4 separate regions of the Mus musculus genome follow, and all the other regions are linked to region 1. Evidence: chromatin contacts called from public HiChIP or PLAC-seq and promoter capture Hi-C data. All regions are on one chromosome and are shown on one strand. Each heading gives the region's core, a stretch centred on a gene start, on an enhancer-like site or on the middle of the called end of the contact. The rest is flanking DNA. Distances are from core to core; before and after follow the strand shown.

Region 1 (3,947 bases), core at 392-2,891:
CTGTTAAGAAAGAAAGAAAGAAAGAAAGAAAGAAAGAAAGAAAGAAAGAAAGAAAGAAAGAGAGAGAGAGGCAACATGAAGAACAGGCTACAGAGCCATCTCATTCCCGAATCCAAGGTGTCCAAAGTCTCCCACGTGAGTCAGCACCAGCCAGCTCCACTCCACGGAACCCCTGCTTCATGGACCAGCCTGTGGCAGTAGGGACAAGAGAGTCTGCTGCACCCCGCTTCTGCAGTTCCTTTCCCAGCTCCTCCCTAGATCACCATTGGCCTCCTTCCTTCCTGCCTTGGATCCCCTTGGCTTCTAGACACTACCAAGACCCGTGTGCTGAGGGAGGCCCACCAGCCCTTATACAGGTCCACTCTCTCCATCCACGGTGTGCCCAGGCATTTCCGCTACTGAGTTCTCTGTCCCACTTCTGATTGTCCCCTAGCAGCCTGTCTTCGGGCCTTTCCACCCTGGCCAAGGGCTCTTCACCTCTTCTTCATCCCTACAGCCACAGCTTAGGAGTCAATGCCTGTGCCTCAGTATGTGCTTCCCGCACCCAGTTTGATATGATCTCTTCTAGCTCCCTTAGTCACTACCTGTCTGAGTCACCATGACTTTGTGTCTGGAAAGATGTTCTGGTTGCTTAACTGGCTTCCTGTCCCAAACCTCACTTTCATGTTTTCTAACCCTGAAAGTCAATGGCCTCGGAGAGACCCAGATTTCTTTTCATTGCCTCGAAGAACATAGCTTCCCATGTCTCTCAAGACAAAAATTCAAATTCATGACCAAGGTACCTGTCATATTCCTTGTTCACCTTCCACCCTTAGGGTTGTCACCTCCATGTCTGGAACAAGACCCCTCACTCACACAATGCACAAACTCAATATGCCTAAGACGGCCCCAACCCTCGCCCACTCCAGACACCAGGATTCCACTCATTTCTCCTCTCTTTACTTTGCCTCCTAGTGCCTTCCACGATGCCTAATTACAAATCATGTACTGGTGCGACTACAAGTGGTTACTGGGTGGTAGTCTCTCCACTATCCCCCGACACTCACTCTCACCCTGGTGACTGAGAAAATTGGGGTCAGGAGTAGAATTGTACCTCCTTAGCCTCTAGCACTGCGCTTGCGCACAGTATGAGGTCAGGAACGTGGCTAATAAGCTAGTAAGTGACCACACTGACTCATCTAGACATTAACAAGCCTGGGGCAAGCCATTTCCTCACCAAGGAGGAAGCACGTCCTCAGCCCGTGGTTGAAGGGCCAGATCTGAGCCACGAGAAGTTTTCCCAAAGTACACAAATCACAAGGTGCTAAGGATTCTGCGGAGTTACGCTCATCAGCGTAACTACACCTCGCTCGCCCGCGGAGCTCTCAAAGAGTAAGAATCACAATCTGCTGCATATGCATGAAGGGGACCATGGGCCGGAGGTTCGGGGCTGCCTAAGATACGCCTGACCAAATATTCCACGGGTTTGAAGACCTTAGCGCCCCATAATTTTATTCAAGTCTACTAAAAACTCAGAAAGGACATTTCGTGGCGGATACTGAGGGGAGAGTGTCTGAGAGTAGCCTCGCTTTGAGCCAGTTTGTCAGGCGTTCTCAGAAGACAGCTCGGTTCTGGACCGGGGGTCCTTGGACCGCTCCACTAGAAGACGAAGGGGGCGTCTCCCCAGCTCCTGCGGCGTTGGTGGCGAGCTAAGGTGGAGGCAAGCAGCGGCGGCGACGGCGACAGTGGCGGCAGTGCCATGGTGGGGCTCGCAGGTATCGTGGCGTCGCCCGCCTGGGCAGGGTGAGAGCGCTCGGTGCGGCCGCGCCGCCATGTTAGCCCTCCGGGGTCACCTTAGGCGTCGCTTGGCCTCTCGCCGGGGCTTTCCGCGCGGCCGGGGTCGGGCGCACCCTTGTCTGGCGTCAGATGACCTCCCCTTTTCGTCCCAACCTGGGCCTTGGGGGTGGTCCCTTCCCGTCCCTTGGGTGGGTTCCGGGGTTCCTTAGCTGTCACTCTGGCCTCCAAGGTCAGCGCGCTCCCGGGACGGGGCTGGGAGGGGCGGGCGCGACCACCACCTCCTCTGTTCCGGACCTTGGCGAGGGGCTCAGCTTCTGGGAGGCTGGACACTCTTTCCTCGCCACTTCAGTTTCTCTCCCCCCCCCCTTTTTTTTTCTTTTTCTTCCCCCACCCTTATCCGAAGGAGTGTGGGGAGAAAGTAGAAGTGGGCCCCGAACGCTCTCTTTTGTGTCCGGAGTGATAGGGTGACCATCTGCTACGGGTCCCGTGTGCTTCTCACTTCCACCAACTTTTCGTCGAGTCTGGACACCGGTTCCCTCTCCAGTTTGTGGGGAGTGGCACTCAAGGGCAGCAGAAGGAACGGAGTGCCTGGCTGGAAAGGAAGAATGGGGGATGGGGACAGTCGATTTTTTTTTTTTTTTCCTTTCTCTGCCAAACCACCTTTAGGTTTCTTCTAAGTCTCTTGTCTCTTTTTACTTGGGAAACTGGGGCCCGTTCTAGTTTATAGGTTATTTCTGTTTATAGGTTCGGATCTTCTTTGTCCCTTTCAGGGAACTGATATATTGGGGACAGCTCTGCCCTGTCTGACATGGTCCAGCCATCCTGTCAGCCATCTGAACTGCAACACCAAAGCCAGGACCCAAAAAAAGTTCCATTTTATGTGCCCCTGGCAAGCATTAGATTGAGCTGGCTTGTTTCTTTTAAGTCAAGATTCATTAATGGCCAGAGTTCCTGTTTAAAGATTGGATTTCTGGAACCTTGGTCAGTTTCCAGGAACCAGATCAATTCTCGATCTGAAAATGGTCATCTTAAAGTTGTTGACAGAACACTTTAACTTCTTACCTGTTATTTCTAGGGGGATGAGAGTTAGGCTGCCCTTTTTACTTGTTCTCTTTGAAATACACGCATTCCATTCAAGCTTGTGACTGTGTGATTTACCAAGAGCCCTGTATTGCCTTCCTCTCTGTCTTCTGGCTCTGCCCTGGGAATGTTCAGGAATCTGTATCCTGGTGTGGTATGAGCCCTGTGGAGGGAGGGGGACAGGATTATTTCCAGAGAAGATTGTGGCAAACATTGTCTCTCAGGCATATGGAAGAAGTCAGTGGTCACCTGAAAAAAGAGACTTTGGTAAATTAGTCTTATGTTTGTGTATACACATTTAAATCTCCTGGGGAAGATTAGCTGCCAGCTCAGAGGCTCGCCCTTTGGGATGTTGGCTCCTGAAGCGATCCAAGTTTGAAAGTAGATATCTAGTAAGGAGTCAGCAGCGAGCCTGCTTCCTTCAAAACCTCTGTGTAATTAAGCTGTCTTTGGCCAGCCCCAGAGTCAAAGCCAAAAATCTTAATTCCTGTCCTGTCCCTCAGATACATTTCAGTCACAATTCAGTTACTTTACAGATAGACTTAAAAGTCTCCTAGAACCCACATCTCTAAAAGTTTTGGTACTTAGTAACCTCCACCCTACTGAGCTTGAGCTGGTCAGGCCTTCTCTGGCATTAGTGCCTGGAATCTCGTGTGTTGCTAGATTCCCATAAAGCTGTTCCACTTCACCTTCTCCACCTTTGCTCCTCTTTGGAGGTAGCAACCTCTTTAAGAAAAAGGGATATTTAGTTCTGTGTACTAAGGACTTTGCAATAAAGACACATCCCATTGCTTTATGTGAGAATAAAATGTTTTAATGCATAGCTTGTGGAAGCATTGTATAAACAAGGTGGTTTTGTATCAGGCTTGCAGGTTTGACACAAAGAAAGGGCACGAACACATTCCTGCCTCCTCTGGAGGGTTTAGTTTGCTGTCAGGACAAAAGGGTGTGGAGTGGGAGAAGAAAGTGGGTAGTAGACATTCACATTCTCAGGGTCACCAGGGCGCCTTGAAGACTCCACCTACACTCATCACTGCTGGATAATAGATGGAAGAAAAAGGTTTTACCAAGATCATCTGGAAAGCCCTGGA
Region 2 (3,790 bases), core at 50-2,549, 510 kb after region 1:
TTGAGCAAATTATCCTGCCTCTCTGGGCCTCAGTTTTTCCATCTTCAAAGTGGGGACCCCTGGTGGATCAACACATCCTCCAAACAGGATAGCCAGGAAATGGTATGACAAGAACCCTTCTGAAGCAGCAAGAGGCCGTTTCTTGTATGTCTGCTTTGTATGTGGCTTTGGCCTCTGAGTAGGCCCTACTTATGGTCCCTGCTCAGCACCACAGGCTTCTTATGGGAAGACTGCAGCTGAACCAGGATGGTTCAGAGCTGGGCTCCAGGATACTTGGGCTTTGAGGTTTTAATCAAGTCTTCTATATTTCAATGTCCTCATCTGCAAAATGGGTATAAGAACCTACAATCCAGAATATTAAAACCCTGGCTAAGACACCAGAGGGACTGACAGTGAGTAGCTATTATTACTGCATCCGTTTTCTGGAGGAGGGGGCTGGGCCTCAGAGGAGAGAAGCACCTATCCAGGGTCAAGACGTCAGGCCCATCCACCTCTCAGACCTCACTGCTGGAACCTGCTGCTTCTCTGCCTAAGGAGAAAGCCTGAATGGCGCCACTTAGGTCGGGGATGGAGGAGAGAAGTCCCCATTGCCAGTCTGTCTTATGTAAGCCCCCAAAATGTGGGGACCCTGAGCCAGCCTCCGCTCTCAGAACTCAGTCCAGTGTGAACAAGGAACTCAGGGTGCTGCGACCGGTACAGAACTGGGAGGAGCCTAGGAGTTCTGCAGGTAGCCCAAGGGGGAAGAGGGCGTGAGCCTGGGAAAGATCCAGGACTTCCTTGGGGAAAGATCCCAAGGGCCCCGGAGGGCAGGCAGGTGCTGAGCAAGCCACACACCTGCTGCTGGAAAGCCCTGAGAATCCAGCCCTGCAGGGCATTCAGAAAGGACACTGTTCATTCTGTGACCAGCGTTGAGACTCTATGCAAGCCTGTGAACCTGTGTGGAGCCAGTTTCCTTGACTGCACACTAAGATCTTGTTATCCAAAAAATCATAAACAAAACACGATTTAAAAAAAAAACAACCTAACAACTCCCCGGTTCCCTCATCGGTAGGAGACAGAGCAGGGAGGGAAAGAGCGGAGCGAGCCGTTCAGGCGAATCTGCGGTTGGGCCCTGGTCTTTGAATCTGGGAGGGACCCTAGACAAGCAAGACCGAGAAGAGAGGTGGGGAGCAGGCTGGTGGGCGGGGCCAGAGCAGCTGGGATGGGGGTGGGGCTCAGCCCTCCAGGAGGAGGGGAAGGGCCCCTTCTGTTAGGATTTGAACGAGCCAATCTGCATGCCCGCGCTGCTCCTGCCCACCCCCGCAGCTGCAACGCTGAGCTCATGTTCTGGCTCTGTCTTAGCGGGCCGCACAGTTTTGCCATCACCCTTCCTCCCAGTGTGCTGGGGATGTTAGAGGCAATTATGGAGGTCCTCAGAATGCTGACTTCCCTGTCTTCCCCTAGGCACCTCTCAACCAGGTGGAGAGGGACTGGGGGCGGGGACGGAGGTGGGGGGTATGCCTAGGGATTCCTCTCCTGCTCAGCAGGCTCCTTGGCCCTGTGCCCTGCAGGGCTTTTGAGCTCCGGTGGTTTTATTGAGCTGGTATGTTATTAGTGAGATTCCCCAGCCGCCACCCCAGAACAACCCTCCCAGGCTCCTTTTGCTGGTCCACACAGTTAACAAGATCTCCGACCCTCAACAGGGAGACCCGCTAGCATGAGGATGGTCTGGCCACTTTATGGCCGTGTGGGCTTGGGTAAGCTGCTTCAATCTCTGATCCTGTTTCCACTGTGGAACATGGAGATAAGTTTAGTATCCTATAGAGACTTTAAAAAAAAAACACACAAACAAACCTTTATTTACTATGTCTGTAGCTTTCTGCTTACATATATGCCTCAACACCAGAAGAGGCACCAGATTTCAGTACAGATGGTTGTGAGCCACCATGTGGTTGCTGGGAATTGAACTCAGGACCTCTGGTAGAGCAGCCAGTGCTCTTAACCGCTGAGCCATCTCTCCAGCCCCCTATAGAGACTTTCATGACTATAAAATGAAATTACAAAATAGAGTCCTGTGTGGTAGGCATGGCACCAATCATAGGAGCACGTGATGGGAGGAGCCTCGGCTGGGGGACTCTGGGATCCACTGCTTTTCCTGTAGAGAGCCCCAGAACATGTCAGTAACATGTACCCCATCCTTCTATAAGGATGCTCTGGCCTTGGCTCTGTGTCCTGGGTGACCTGCATCACTTCCTCCTTGGAGCCTCAGTTTCCCTCTGTCAAATGGCGTGACAACACCCATCATGTGATTTTTGAGTTTGGTCACACATGCCTCAGGATGCTTGCCTGGCCTGAGGTACTGCTTATGATTTCCATCTCTCTCCTTGAAGATCAGAGCCACAGGGTCGCACTGCAATCCCAGGTTCAGAGCCCAGAGACTGATCTACCCAGGAGCTGGGGGCCACCGCTGCTGCTGGCCTTTGGCAGGGACCAGCACTGTGAATAGTGACCTCATGGATGAGCACATTTGTTTGTGCTTTAGGCATTTGCTGTGTGTCCAAGGCTGCCTCTCCTCTTTGTCTCCCTGCTTATAACTTCGGGGCTCAATGAGACAGGCACACAAGGCCCTTCAGGCTCTTTGGACATAGAAAGTTGTGTTGGGACTTGCTGTTGACAGGCCATTGTTAATCATTGTAGTCCTTCAAGCTTGCCCTTCTTCGGCATCATCAGCTTCATAGTTGACCCATGCTACCTTCCTAGTCATGTGACCTTGGGCAACTGCCCTTTCCTTTCTGGGATTCAAAGCTGTCATGAAACATGTCCTGAGGGTGAGAAGAGCCTATGGTTATAGCCTGGAGAGGCTATAAGTGACCCGTGAGAGCCCAGGGCCCTGGGACCACTGGAAATCTGGGCCTGGATATGGGCGGTGGTACCCTTTTCTTCCGGACTCTAATGGAGGCTTCAAGGCACTGGATGCAGGGATCTAAGCTTGTAGGCTCTTCTGTTTAGAATGCTGCAGCTTCCCAGGGGATGGGTGCTTTCTTTCTTTTTATTTATTTTTATTTTTTTGGTTTTTCGAGACAGTGTTTCTCTGTGTAGTCCTGGCTGTCCTGGAACTCACTTTGTAGATCAGGCTGGCCTTGAACTCAGAAATCCGCCTGCCTCTGCCTCCTGAGTGCTGGGATTAAAGGCGTGCGCCACCATGCCCGGCCTTTTTTTTTTTTTAAAGAATTATTTATTTATTATATGTAAGTACACTGTAGCTGTCTTCAGACACACCAGAGGAGGTGTACTTATGTCAGATCTCATTACGGGTGGTTGTGAGCCACCATGTGGTTGCTGGGATTTGAACTCAGGACCTCCAGAAGAGGAGTCAGTGCTCTTAACTGCCCAGCCCGATGGGTGCTTTCTTTTTTTTTTTTTTTTTTAAAGATTTATTTATTTATTTATTATATGTAAGTACACTGTAGCTGTCTTCAGACACACCAGAAGAGGGCATCAGATCTCATTACAGATGGTTGTGAGCCACCATGTGGTTGCTGGGATTTGAACTCTGGACCTCTGGAAGAGCAGTCGGGTGCTCTTACCCACTGAGCCATCTCACCAGCCCGGATGGGTGCTTTCTTAACATGTGGCCCTGGGGACAGGGAATTCATGGAGAAGGAAGAGGATCCAGGAACTCTGATGGTGACCAGATGGGCTTCCCAGGTAGGCCATGGTGGAGACAGAGCCCTTCCTATCCCAATGGAAGCATGTTTGGGAGACGACCCTTGGCCCCAGTGACCCTCTTTGGACAATGGGGTAGGGGCTG
Region 3 (3,913 bases), core at 1,160-3,659, 410 kb after region 1:
GTGCTTTATTTAATTCTTTATACTTAAATAAGCACTAGGGAAACTTAACCCCTTTTTATTGTTCTGTGCTAAGAACTTAACTCTTTATTGCTTGTGCATTAACAGTGCTGATATCTGGCAATGAATGTGCTGCTCAGCAGCAGGGGATTGAGTGAAAGGATTTGCTGCTGGTGCTCCTTTCTCTGGTGAATCAGCCAGGAGCCTCTCTGGCTACGCTGGTTAACTCTTTCTGAACCAGACAGGAAGGAAAAGAAGAGAATTAAGATGTGCCTGGCGGTGGTGGCGCACGCCTTTAATCCCAGCACTTGGGAGGCAGAGGCAGGCAGATTTCTGAGTTTGAGGCCAGCCTGGTCTACAGAGTGAGTTACAGGACAGCCAGGGCTACACAGAGAAACCCTGTCTCAAAAAACCAAAAAAAAAAAAAAAAAAAAAAGAATTAGGATGCTCTGTACAGGTAAATACACACAGTCACATATACATTCAAACATTCATACACCCACTCTCTGACCGGGCCCTACTGTCTGATACAATCAACTCTACAAGTATTCATGCATGCTTACATATATTTTTTTCTACATGCTAACATGTAGACTCATAGACATATGTATTTGGATAGATGGATGGATGGATGGAATGGGTGGATGGATGGATGGATCGATCGATGGATCGATGGATGGATGGATGGATGGATGGGTGGGTGGGTGGGTGGGTGGGTGGGTAGATGGATGGATGGGTGGATGGATGGATGGATAGGGCAGAACTCCCCAAGCCAAACCATTCAACCAACAACTTTATTTCTTTTCTCTGGTCTTTTTATACCTTCTTAGACAAAAAATTCTTTAGGAAATTACCTCAGAGATAAAATGTTACATAAAATGGGAGTTATAGAAGGATGTTGATACTAAGATCACAGCAGTGTTTCATTATAATATACTCATTAAAAGTTCAAAGCAAAAGTTTTTACATGGCCTTGCCTTATCATAGTGCACACCTGTGACTTTATACTTGGACCTAAATGTTTTTCCTTGAACACAAAATTGTCCCAAGTCTAGTTCTCTCTTTAGTGTGATTGGGAAAACTCATTGTACTTCTTAGTATGCAGCCCTTACTACTTTGAGGAGTGGGCGCGTTCCATTCTTGATTCTAAGTTTATTACATCTTTCTAGCAACTATGACCATCTCTAAAAACTGTCTTCCTAAAATTATTTGAATCAAGTCAGGAATTCTATAGAATCATTATCTATTTTTCTATATAGCATCACTACAACGTAGTACATCTTTGTAGGTCTGTAGAAATCTGCTCAGAAGGGTGGGTAAGTATCTAGTGATTGTTATATATTTAATAATAACAGGAAAAGAATATTAATATCAGGAATCAGATTAAATATCCTTGGCCTTGCCTAGAAAAGCAGATTTGTCATTGTCTTAGTTAGGTTTTTACTGCTGTGAACAGACACATGACCAAGGCAGCTCTTATAAGGACAACATTTAATTGGGGCTGGCTTACAGGTTCAGAGGGTCAGTCAATTATCAGCAAGACAGGAACATGGCAGCATCCAGGCAGGCATGGTGCAGGAGGAGCTGAGAGTTCTACATCTTCATCTGAAGGCAGCTAGAAGAAGACTGGCTTCCAGGCAGCTAGGATGAGGGTCTTAAAAGTCCACACCTACAGTGACACCCTTACTCCAATAAGGCCACACCTTCAAATAGTGCTACTGCGTGGGTCAAGCATATTCAAACCATGACAGTCATACAATGACAGTCTATGGCAGAACCATCTCAGGAAGATCACCTCCTAGTTTTTAGCTTCTCCTAGATAGCTCCTGGCAAATGAGCAGACTGCAGCTCTGCTTGAAGTCAATTTAAGTGGTGCCAACAGATAAGACAGCACATTAGAGTGAACTTTGTTTTCTGTTTTAACAGCTGAGGGGATAACAGTTGAAAACTAGAATTCCTGTTTTGCAGGAGAAACAAGAGTCCTAGAATGTGCGGGCCAGTTCTGGCTCAGGCCTAAATCCCAACACTCTGGAGGCTGAGGCAGGAAGAGGGCTACAAGCCTACTACAGAATAAAACTTACCAAAACTAACAACAAGCCCTACAACTTCCTCTCCTTGTATTTGCAAGAAGATAAACACAGCAATCCTCTTGTTGTTGTTTGAGCCAGGTTCTTACTGTGTAGACCCAGGGGTCCTAGAACTCTATGTGCCAGCATCAAAGAAGTGCATCACCACACCTGGTTCACTTTGTGTCTTTCCTAACCTGTAAACATATGCTTTGCCTTCTATAATCCTTCCACTACTTCAGACAAACAGGCTGAGTCTCTGTGGGCCTTCTTGGCCTCTGAACTCAGGGTGTTTCCCTGCTGCCCATTTTGAAGTTGCTTAAGACCTAACCAGAGCTGGTTCCCTTTAATAAAGGCCATAGGTGACAGTGAGCTCAGAACTGCCCTTGTGAAATGTGTTGTGAGCTGTCACTAGAGACACCCGCCTCACATTCAGTCCACACAATTACATTTCTCGACATTCTGGTTGGATTATTTCTTTAACAGTCTCCTGGTGTAGCCCAGGCTAGCTTGGACTCTTGATTCTCCCCCTCCCCTCAGTCCTCCAAGTGCTGTGATCACAGGCTTGTGCCACTGCACTCCCAGTGTGCTTTGTGAAGTATGCAGATAGATTTCTCTGAGAATATAACTGCTTTTTTATACGGATTTTCTTTTTAATTTTGTTAAAAGAAATATAATCCAAGTTATTAATTTAATATTACAGAATACCTATCACAATGCTGAATTCTTCTTAACAGACATAGAAGATGCCACAAAGACTCCCAACTGTTCCAGTGAACCAGTGAAAGAGGAAAGAGGTGATCTTATCAAATTTTACAATACAGTATATGTAGGAAGAGTGAAGTCATTTGCATTGAAGTATGATTTATCCAATCAGGACCATATAGTAAGTTTTAAGTCTTGCTATTTCAAAATTCTTTTAATTTTAATTAAACTATATTTATATAATTTCTCCCTTCTACTTTCAGTCCCTCCCATGTTCCTCACAACCCCCTCTCAAATTGATGGCCTCTTTTTCTTTATTATTATAACGTGTGTGTGAGTGTGTGTATGTGTATATATGCATACATATATAAATGCATACATATATAAATGTAACCTGCTGAGTCCATTTAATTTGGCATTTATATATATGGTTTCAGGACTGACCACTTTGTATTGGATAACCAGTAGACAATAGAAATAGAATTTCTCCCTCCCTGTGTGCTTAGATGTCAGACCCCACCACCACCATGAGAGGCCCAGCCCCTCCCCACCAACCCTACCCAGACCAGTCAGGGAAGAAACAAGGGAGTGCTCTGGCTTAAGACAAATGAAGGGTTTTTCAACTTTTTGGGGCAGCCTGGCAGAGCCAAAAGGATTCTGGTCCCCAGCAAGAGGAGGCAGATCTTAAGTCAGGGTCAGGGTGGGAGTGGTTCTCACACCAGAAACAGCCACTGGTCAATACATGGAAACAGAACTGACAAATACATAGACAGGCAGACAGACAGACAGACAAGACAACCAGGTGTGGCCACGACACATTTATACACCTTCCCCCAGTGAGGTCACATGTGGATGCAGACACTGGGTCAGCAGTTCTGACCTCTCCTGGGATGGCTACAGAAGGCTCCTTAACCAAGTTTACCTTGAGAGGTGACAGAGCAGGCAACCTTTTAACTTGTCTCCTTCTGGGGTGGAAGTGTCAAATTCTTACCCAACTTTAGGCAGCAAATGACCAGAGGGAGTCTTGGGGATGTGGCACTTAGGTTGTCCCAGGAGCTCCTTAAACACTGCCAGGCCTCTTCCACACTGTGAGGGCCTCAGAGACAGACTGGTAGACCCTCCAGAAATGGCGGGTATTCCAGAGG
Region 4 (3,647 bases), core at 388-2,887, 460 kb before region 1:
CTAAAATGCTTCCTGGATTAGCCTGGCTTCTTACCAGAATCGGCTTTGTTGAGCCCTGTGTTTTCCCCATCTGTAAAATTCCTACTTCAAAAAAAAAAAACCCAAGAATTTAAAAAAACAAAACAAAACAAAAAACAAGCAAACAAAAAAAAAACAAAGAACCATCCAGTATGGTGGCACAAGTCACTAATCCCAGCATTTGGGAGGCAGAAACAGGCGGGTCTGAGTTCGAGGCCAGCCTGGTCTACATAGGGAGATCCAGACCTGTAAAGGCTAAAGGTTCTGTCCCAAAGCAAAAACAAAAGCAACCCGCATAAAGATAGCAGCACATAATAAAGCCACAATAACATAAACTACCATCATCTCCATTTTCTATATAAGGAATAAAGGACATAGAGGTTAAACTGTTGGGTTCAGTGACAGATAGACTTAACTTCCAGACAGTAGCCAGAAACAACTTGCATCCAACACCGGGCCTGGCAAGAAACAGGTAGCGCTCGGGGAATATCGTGAGAGTCTGAATTTAGTGGCAAGGGCAGAAGGCTACCCAATTTACCATCCTGTTCTCAAGTCTATGGATAGTAACTAACACGGAGTCAAGGCTTTGGAAGTACAGGTAAGTTTGTATCCGTTTTACAGATTAGAATACACCGGCACAAGGATATGAAGAAACGTTCCCAGGATCACTTAGCTAGAACACGTTTGCACCAGGTCTTAATGTGGGCAGTCTGACCAGAGACGGCTGGATCGTATTCCAATTGCCCAACACGGGGCTCCCAGCTCCAAACACAGCCACGATTTAAAACAAAAACAAAAACAACTGTCGTAAGGTGTGAGGGGGAAGCCTGATGAGGGAAGGAGCTGAGTAACTTCAAGTCTGGGCATTTGCGCCCTTGGAACTTCAGACGAATCTCCCATACCTTACCGGGCCTCAGTTTCCCTCTCCAAGTCATAAAATAACACCGTTTCCAACCTCAGACCCTCCATCAGAGCCCCAGGCCTGCAAAACAAGGCTTAAGAAGCCACAGGGCTGCGGGAGAGTGGATGAGGGAACACAGCCATGGGAGAGCCGGGGTGCGGGTGATCACCTTTGCGGAGCTCGCGGTGCCACACGGAGACGATGGGTCCTGCGTGCTTGCGGTGGTGGATGAGCCACAGGGAGAGGGTCTGCACGCTCTGCTGAGAGTTGCTCAGCTCTGAGAGCTTCTTTTCCAGCGCCGATTCTGAGAAGGAGGACATGGTGGCGGTGGTGGGGAGCAGCCCGGGCCGCCCGATGAGACGGGGAAAGCGACCGCACTCGGCCCAGGCCTCCGCTGACAGGCTGCAGGGCTCTCCGCCGACTGACAGACAGCTCGGGGTACCAGGTGGGGGGAGGGGACAGGTCTCCGCAGTAACAGCCGCCCGCGCCGCCGCCACAAGATGGCCACCCGACCTCTCACCCCGCCGCCACGGGGGTCAAAGGGCAAGGGCCACAGCCGGGCGCCGAGAGGCTTCGGAGCCGGAGGAAAACGATCCTTAGGAGGCGGCAGTATCCTTGGTCCCTGACTTCTAGCCGGCCAGGCCGAGGGAACAAATCCAGGTCCTCGAACACCGAAAATGCGCTTTAACCGCTCGCGCCCGCGCGCCGGCGCAGTGAGCCTCACCGGAACCCTTTTTCCCGCTCCGCAGAACCTTTCTGGCGCGGCGCGACGCACTACTTAGTCGTCATTTCCGCCTAGGGTGCAGGAGGCGGGAGAGTGAGGGAAAGACTGGAAGACGAGGTAAGAGTGGCGGGAGTGTAAGGGAGCCCAGCCGCTTAGGAGCGTCCAGAAACGAATCCTTAGGACACACTGAGGCAGGAAGCGCGGGAGCTGGGTGTGGGAAGGGCCGCGTCGCTTTGGTGGCTGGCCTAGGCCACACCTCCCTCCGTGCCTGGGCCCCTCTCCCCAGCGCTCCTCTAGTTCCTTTAAAGACACGAACTCTTGGCAGGGCTCCCCACTTTGGTTCCTGTTCTGACTTCCGAAGTGATACCCCTTTTCTCACCTGGTGGAACTGCGCCGTCTACTGACCTCTACTGAGTCTGGCCCCACACACACACAACTTTTTTTTTGGAGGGGTGTGATGGCTCCAAGTGCTTGCTATGCAAGAATGAGGATTTGTGTTCCCATCATTAAAAAGCCCAAGTTGGTGGGCCAGGTCTGTAACTTCAGTGTTCTGGGGCTGAGACAGGAAGATCGCCGGAGCTTGCTAGATGCCTGCTTAACTCCAGGTTCAGTGAAAGACTCAGTCTCAAAAGAATAAGCTGGAGAGTGATTGAGCGGGACACCTGACGTCCTCTGTGCGTGCACCCCCCCCCCAACACACATACCTACAACTCCCTGACGTTGTTGAACTTATTAGATGTGAGTCCCCTCCCAGCCTAAAAGACATTCCTATAGTTGATGCCTGGTTTTCTTAACTTCTCTGTCCCTAATATACATGCTTTGACCCTTCTTCACCTGGAGTGCATCATGATCATAGCTAGTGTAGTTGAGAAGTTTCTATGTGCTAGACACTTTTCAAAGCTATGAGGTAAGTGTTATCGTCTCACGGTTTAACAACTGAGGAAACAGGTTACAGAGGTGTGGTGATCACATAAGTTTCAAGCTCACAGAGCTAAGATCTGAATGAAGAGAGTGTATCTAAGTGTGTCCCAGCATCTGGAATCAAAGCTGAATTCATAGCTGATTGAATTAACGCACAAGTCAACACCTTATAATGATATAGGGAGGCAGAGGCAGGTGGTTCTCCTGAGGGTTCCAGGCCAGCTTGGTCTGTGCAGTAAATTCCAGACCAGCTTTTAAGACCCCACCTTACAAAAAAGCTCGGGCTTTTGAGACCTCATCTAAATAGTTGCTGAGTACTGAGTAACTCATGTTCTGAGTACCCTTTGTACTAAGTCTATGTATCCAGATGTTACTATTTTAAATGTCAGTCCTTAACAACAGTGCTCTGGCACGGGGATTGCTATCACCATTTGATAATGAGAACACATGAGATTCGAGTGAGTTACCTGTCCAGAGCTGCTTGGGCATAGCCAGGAAATGGCAAAACTAGAATTCAGTCAAGGCCTGACTCAGTCAAATCACCTGATCCCAAATTCCTCACATATTAGCCAAAGGTTCCTTCATTCAGTGAATAATTTCTGAGCATCTGTGTTTGAAGCACTGTTCTGGGAAAACAGACAAGCTGTCCCTGCCCTTGGGAACTTGCCTTCTAGAGAAGAGAAAAATGGACATGCAAGTATAAAATGAAACAAAAAAATGATTTTCATAAAAATCCAGGAAGCCAAGGGGGTAGGGAATGCATGGGCTTGAGAAAATGTAAGTTGGTCACATAGAAGTATGTTATATATGCCCTTCGGAGAGGATAAAGTAGCATTTGGTTGCTTGCAAGGAGCTAGAGAACAAGCCATAAGCTATCTTTCCAGATAATGAGAAAACCAACTTCACACCCTTGTTAGCAGTTTTGAGGACTTGAAAAGATGGTATACCAGAGTGATAGAAACCAGAAGGTAGTTAGACATAAAGCCAGAAGAGTATGGAGGGACCGTGTCACGTGGGCACCGGTAGGCACGAGTAAGGGTTTAGTGTTCTCTGAACGGTCAGTAGCAAGTGAGGACAGAGCAC

The links. HiChIP or PLAC-seq counts read pairs in DNA pulled down with a chosen protein or histone mark. Capture Hi-C pulls out chosen DNA fragments and counts their contacts.
Region 2: an H3K27ac HiChIP or PLAC-seq map of embryonic stem cells shows a contact between it and region 1, with 5 times the contacts expected there. The contact joins the enhancer-like site here to the promoter of Blcap in region 1. A contact is called at or near these places in 2 of 39 promoter capture datasets (embryonic stem cells and stem cell-derived epiblast-like cells), 3 of 484 Hi-C or Micro-C datasets (B cells and embryonic stem cells), 5 of 115 datasets of contacts at active chromatin or transcription factors (all in embryonic stem cells) and 2 of 9 other capture datasets (embryonic stem cells and liver).
Region 3: a contact with region 1 is called in an H3K27ac HiChIP or PLAC-seq map of acute myeloid leukemia, with 2.7 times the contacts expected there. The contact joins the enhancer-like site here to the promoter of Blcap in region 1. A contact is called at or near these places in 9 of 39 promoter capture datasets (the 3T3-L1 cell line, HPC-7-derived erythroid cells, cranial neural crest and 3 more), 3 of 484 Hi-C or Micro-C datasets (muscle stem cells, pre-megakaryocyte-erythroid progenitors and spermatogonial stem cells), 7 of 115 datasets of contacts at active chromatin or transcription factors (acute myeloid leukemia, astrocytes, effector CD8 T cells and 2 more) and 2 of 9 other capture datasets (liver and macrophages).
Region 4: a contact with region 1 is called in a promoter capture Hi-C map of adipose tissue. The contact joins the promoter of Rprd1b here to the promoter of Blcap in region 1. A contact is called at or near these places in 8 of 39 promoter capture datasets (cranial neural crest, hematopoietic stem and progenitor cells, hippocampal neurons and 4 more), 1 of 484 Hi-C or Micro-C datasets (embryonic stem cells), 6 of 115 datasets of contacts at active chromatin or transcription factors (cardiomyocytes, embryonic forebrain, embryonic limb bud and 3 more) and 2 of 9 other capture datasets (adipose tissue and macrophages).

The regions. Positions count from the first base shown.
Region 1 is chr2:157,564,055-157,568,001 of GRCm38.p6, reverse strand. It overlaps Blcap (bladder cancer associated protein), which reads left to right and starts at 1,641. Exons shown (of 2, transcript NM_016916.3): 1 at 1,641-1,754.
Region 2 is chr2:157,056,295-157,060,084 of GRCm38.p6, reverse strand. The region is part of intron 2 of Soga1 (suppressor of glucose, autophagy associated 1); the gene reads left to right. Among named protein-coding and RNA genes, the nearest start is that of Soga1, 21 kb to the left of the region's middle. Within about 2 kb of position 1,299, at least 137 of the 459 cell types and tissues checked have an H3K27ac peak or open chromatin away from gene starts, as enhancers often do. A contact at or near this core is called in embryonic stem cells and stem cell-derived epiblast-like cells, where this site is marked.
Region 3 is chr2:157,151,932-157,155,844 of GRCm38.p6, reverse strand. It overlaps Rbl1 (RB transcriptional corepressor like 1), which reads left to right. Exons shown (of 22, transcript NM_011249.2): 20 at 2,801-2,949. Among named protein-coding and RNA genes, the nearest start is that of Samhd1, 19 kb to the right of the region's middle. Within about 2 kb of position 2,409, at least 21 of the 459 cell types and tissues checked have an H3K27ac peak or open chromatin away from gene starts, as enhancers often do. A contact at or near this core is called in acute myeloid leukemia and macrophages, where this site is marked.
Region 4 is chr2:158,026,487-158,030,133 of GRCm38.p6, reverse strand. It overlaps Rprd1b (regulation of nuclear pre-mRNA domain containing 1B), which reads right to left and starts at 1,637. Exons shown (of 7, transcript NM_001291134.1): 1 at 1,089-1,637. The coding sequence starts at 1,239. Tti1 (TELO2 interacting protein 1) reads left to right here and starts at 1,700. Exons shown (of 8, transcript NM_029282.2): 1 at 1,700-1,760.